Regions from separate parts of the Mus musculus genome. Here region 2 is linked to region 1. Evidence: chromatin contacts called from public HiChIP or PLAC-seq data. All regions are on one chromosome and are shown on one strand. The core of a region is the stretch at or near the end of the contact, and the rest is flanking DNA. Distances in the headings are between cores, read along the strand shown.

Region 1 (2,725 bases), core at 108-2,607:
CTCTGCTTATCATCTGCTGTAAGGAGAGCTAGACACTTTAGAGATATCCATAGCCTCTCAATTGCCCTATCCGACCTCACATAACCCAAGAACACTGGAAAAGAGCCATGAAAGGGGCTAAAGAGTTCTAGTGCACTGACTTAATAGATTATTATAAATACTGTTTTCCAGGATTGATGGAGAAGTCAGTCCTTAAGCTGGGTAAGGGACTATTTCATTTTCATTCTTGATGTTCCAGTTCACACCTATTCAGAGGAATACATATAAGAGAAGCAAGTTTAGTTGATTAAAGTTAGTCAGACCCATAAGAATGAAGACATAGATGACTACATAGTCAGTCTTCATGACGCAAATTGAAAGGCATAAGCTTGGTAAAAGAGGTATAAGATTTTACCAAAAATCTATAAATGTCCAGAATAAGCCACATATCAGAAAATATATTTGGTGATAAAGAAGTACTCAGGACCATGTCTTAATATCCAGATTTTTTTCAATATAAGGAGAGTCACCTGCCTCAGTTGCAGGATACCCATTATTTCTTGGTATCTCAGTCCTCCTAAAGCAGAAGAAAAAGGACACTGTCCTGGGCTTAGACTGAGTTGTAGTACAGGTTTTCTGTGTGGCCTTGGGAAACTACCTTTTCTTCTCTCAGGACCTCTGTTCCTCACATATATATTTGTCCTCACGTCTATGTGCCTTTTAAATTCTGAAATTGGAGTAGTGACTTACAAAACTAGAAAAAAAAGAACCTTTCATGTTTTAGTCATACCTTTCAGACCACCAGCAGTTTTCTAAAGGATGTTCAGCTCTGCCTAGAGGTGTACATTCAAGCAGCAGTCTCATCTTCTTTCCCAACCAAAGACTGGTAACCTTCAAAATAAGAGACATAGAGGCTAAGACATTAAATAGCATCTCACCTTTGTCTTTCTCTTCTCTGCAAAAGGGACTCAAACACTGAGTGCTAGACTATAGAAACAACTCACCCAAAGAAAAGTAACAGATATAGAACAAAATTTAAAATGCTATTTAGAACTCCTAACTCCTGGCTCTGATAAGCATTTAACTTCTACATGACTATCTTCTAAAAGCCATCATTTGTTAGAAATTTTTGTGTCCCTTCTCTCTATCACATGGATAGAAAGTGAATAGAAACCTTCATCAGTCTTATCTTTGACCCTTTATCAGTAACTGGGATCTGAGAGTCAGTTAGGCATATCCAGAACACTGAAAGCTGTTGTGGGCACTGTTTCAGCATGGGAATCTAAGAGAACAAGTAGATACTATACCTGTCATTGAAGTGGTGCCTTTGTCTTGGATGGGATATAGGTGCTGAGCCGAACTATAGAGGCCACAGAAAGCTGAGTTTTATGTTGTGAGCAGGAAGGTCACATGTTCTGAAGGACTCTTGGTGTCATGAAGAGGAAACAGAAATGAGGAAGATAAAGTTGAGGCTAACCAACGGAAATCTGGGTACAAAATGACAAAACAGAGCTATTGTGAAAGGAGTAGTTGCTAATGCAGCAATAGCCCCTACTGCTCTGTCTCCACCCATTCTCAACCAACCTCCAAAAACACTGACTTCCCATGCTACAGAGTGGGAAAGCAGGAAGTACAAGTTTCCTTTGTGTTCTGCCTATGAAGCAAGGAAGTTTCCCTAGAGCAATTGAGGGAATCTTTAAATATCAGAGCTATTTATCTAATGAAAATCTATTGTCAAAATGTAAAAATGGAAGCAAATTTGTGGCAAATCTGAAATTTGATACCACACAATTTCCACCAAGCCTGTGTTAATCTTATTTTGTTAACATGCACTTTTACTTCTTTCCTGAAATAAAGAATCAGCTACATAATCGTCAAGGCCTAGCACAAACTAAATGTAATATATTCACTCTCACCCCCTTTTAAAAACAAGCTAGTTCTCTTTGGGGTATGACTGTTCTTCCCATGATTCTAGATCCCAACCTATAGAAAAGTTTTAAAAGAGTAATGAATAGACAATGTAGAAGTTTTTGGTTTTTTATCTCCAGAAATGGGAGTTCCTATTTGCCTTATCTTTGTAACAGCACCTTTGTGGAAGTAAATACCAGGTCACAGCTGGGTGGGACCCAATGTATCCCTGAATACATCACAAAGGGCAATTCTCTTGAGAAGCCAGCACCTACCAGGTCTTCTTGAAGACCATATAATTTAGGATGTATCCACTATGGAAGTAAGTGAGCTCTCAACATCAGGGCTAAACCTCTCAACACTACCTGGAATGTCTCCCAGTATATAGCTTGATCTGAAGGTATAGGCTATGCCAGTGCCTGGCAAATACAGAAGTGGATGCTCATAGTCATCTATTGGATGGAACACAGGGCCCCCAATGAAGGAGCTAGAGAAAATACCCAAGGAGCTAAAGGGGTCTACAACCCTACAGGAGGAACAACAATATGAACTAACCAGTACCCCCCCCCCAAGAGCTTGTGTCTCTTGTTGCATATGTAGCAGTAGATGGCCATAGTAGGCCATCAATGGGGAGAGGCCTTTGATCTTGCAAAGATTATATGCCCCAGTACAGGGGAATGCCAGGGCTAGGAAGTAGGAGTGGATGGGTTGGGGAGCAGGGCAGGGGGTGGGGGGCGGGTATAGGGAAATTTTGGAGAGGAAACTAGGAAAGGGGATAGCATTTGAAATGTAAGTGAAGAAAATATCTAATAAAAAAAAGAAATGTTGATAGTGTATT
Region 2 (2,700 bases), core at 125-2,624, 90 kb before region 1:
TTTATTCCATTAGTTTGGCATATATTGTAGAAGGGACACATACTATCTGAAGATGAGATGCCTAGTTTATGAACTATCCAGGTAGTAGGCATGTGTTTTTCATCACAGAATCAAAAGAGAGACCTGGCTCATTGCTAACGTAATTGCTCATTTGCAGTTTACTACATACCACTTTGCATGGCCAATGTTTTAAAGTTGAAACATACAATTTCTCTCTGGTCTGTTAATTACACAGCATTGCATTGTTTCCCAGATCACCTTATTCTTCAAACACATTTACAGCAGGTAAAACAAGGTAGAAGTTTCTGTTCACAATTTAGAAGTTTTACTCTGAGGGAACAGGAATCTCTAGTTCCTATTCACAGATACAGTATAATATAAAAAGCTTCAATTTGGAATAATTGAAATATTTTGTTTGTTTAAATTATTTCTCTCATTTGCATAAAAAATAATAAACTTTTATTGTGCCCATACTGTAAGATTCTGAATGAATGAGACTTTTCAAAGTTGCATTGACTATGGGGATAATGCATCCTATAAACCCTTGAAAACAATACACATACAAATCATTAAAGCTGTCCTAGTCACTACCTGCAAAACTAATGTTCACATTATTTTGTGCATTACTATGCATTAAGTTGTAGAACCATAGTATGTATGGTGTTTGATTTTGTAAAAAACCCACATAGTTTAATATACTTACATCTCAGCAAGCCTAAAATGAATCTGAAGTTTATTATGGGTTATTTCTGAGACTTTATTCATGAGATATACCTCCTCCCAAATTATGCTCATAATCACTCCCAATAGAAAAAATGGAGGGAAAGTTTCACACTTGAACTCTAAACAGAATGAGATGTGTGTATAACAGAACATTTCTAAAGTATTGTAATCTTTGTCAAAGTCCCATATATTTATATGGTTATGTTATATTACTTACTATAAGTTGAATTTTTTTGTCCCTGTAAAGTATTGTCATTTTATTAATGATAGAAAATCTGGGGTGCTTAGACTTTTTATTTTTCTTTTCTTTTTTTGGGATGATGAGGCATTTTTGGCCTCAAACTAAGGATCTCCTTTCCTCAGCCTCCAGAGTTCTGTGGTTATAAATGTGTGCCAATACAACTACATATAAAGCCACAGATATATGTATGTTTTACATATATGTATATAATGTGTGATATATATAATACATATGTCCGTAAGGTATTTGTAAAGTATCCTTGAAATCAGGAGGGAGTGTATCTGAAACTATATTTTTTCGTTTTTCATTTAAGTTTTATGTGTGTGGGCATTTTGCCTACATATCTGCCTATCCACCATGCACATGTAGTTCTTGCACAGGCCAGAAGAGGGTATCATATCCCGTAGGACTTAAGTAGAATAAACTGGGTTCTGTGGATGAGCCGCCAGTTCTATTAATTGGTGAGCAATCTCTCCAGCTCCCAGGAACTATATGTCTAACTTCCAGGAGCTTTCAAGTTAGTGGAAACACAATAATGTGTGTAATAACTATAATAAGAAGCATGCATGGTGCAGTACTATAATCAAGGTACATTTACAGAATTAAATGTACTTTTATCCATTTGTCATGCTTTTTCCTTTTCTCATTAGTAATCATAATGGATAGTTAATGGTATGCCAAAAATTTAACCAGCCTAACTATAATTTCCCATTTTAGGTGCCAACAATAAAAATTGAAGGTGCCAGCCTCTACTCTGATGAGTTTCAGAAAATTGTGACTGAAATGCAAGAGTTTAAAGACATGCAGAGGAAGATGGATGCCAAATATACACAAATGAAACAGTACGTGTTAGTCTGAAGGTTCTAGCATCTGTTACCAAGGATTTAAGTTTGATTACTTCGGACTTGTGAAGCTCCACTCTTATTTTGCATGGTACTTTTGGTGTGATTTATTTTAAATTAAAACACAGCACTGTTTCAAATGCTTTAAATCTTGAATTGCTACTATGAGCCAGTAACTCAAATATTGCTATAATGCCCTAACACACCACTGTACAAACCAAAAGTAAAATCACCAGGATATAAGACAACAGAAACATGAATACTAACCTAGATAGAAATTTCCATTTTAACCAAGAAAGAAAACTAGACAAGGGTGTGAAATGTATAAGTTCTGTATCTAATTATTCTGATATATGTAACTAATGCACTTTCTGATTCTTCCTTCAGTCTGCTCTTATTTCAGTTTGTCCTATAAAATAAGTTCTTTAATATAGTCTTCAGCATTTTATAAAGACTCAGAGTCCATAAACCACCATGAAATGTCTCTGACAGTAGAGCTTTAATTCAGGAAGTAATATTGCAAAGCAAATTTTAACCAGCTAAAAATATTCACAGTAATAACTTTGAGAAAATATTATAACCTATTATTTACTTTAGAGAAGATATGTATGGATTAGCAAATATTCATCAGCTTTCATATTAAAATTGAGATTTTCTGAAAATCTTCCACTGAAGTGTAAATGAACCTTGAATTTGATGAGTCTATCATTGGTATTTAACTTAGTAAATTAAGCTTTTCATATATGGCAACAGAGAAAGGAGAGAAGAGATGTAGACAACAGAAGTATTTTTCATCAACGTAGAAAAGAAATCAAGATTTTCCTTGAAACTGAACATGAGCCAGTCCTTCATATTAATTTTTTGATGTCAGCCTGCTGTTGAATGTTAACCATT

The links. HiChIP or PLAC-seq counts read pairs in DNA pulled down with a chosen protein or histone mark.
Region 2: an H3K4me3 HiChIP or PLAC-seq map of bone marrow-derived macrophages shows a contact between it and region 1, with 2.5 times the contacts expected there. The contact joins the enhancer-like site here to the promoter of F630028O10Rik in region 1. A contact is called at or near these places in 6 of 39 promoter capture datasets (the C10 cell line, the HPC-7 cell line, HPC-7-derived erythroid cells and 3 more), 2 of 484 Hi-C or Micro-C datasets (the HPC-7 cell line and myeloid progenitors), 1 of 115 datasets of contacts at active chromatin or transcription factors (bone marrow-derived macrophages) and 2 of 9 other capture datasets (adipose tissue and pancreatic islet).

The regions. Positions count from the first base shown.
Region 1 is chrX:96,238,558-96,241,282 of GRCm38.p6, reverse strand. F630028O10Rik (RIKEN cDNA F630028O10 gene) reads right to left here and starts at 1,357. Exons shown (of 3, transcript NR_030718.1): 1 at 1,287-1,357; 2 at 770-870; 3 at 1-245.
Region 2 is chrX:96,328,620-96,331,319 of GRCm38.p6, reverse strand. It overlaps Hsf3 (heat shock transcription factor 3), which reads left to right. Exons shown (of 10, transcript NM_172931.4): 3 at 1,682-1,806. Among named protein-coding and RNA genes, the nearest start is that of Hsf3, 27 kb to the left of the region's middle. Within about 2 kb of position 1,374, at least 1 of the 459 cell types and tissues checked has an H3K27ac peak or open chromatin away from gene starts, as enhancers often do. A contact at or near this core is called in bone marrow-derived macrophages, where this site is marked.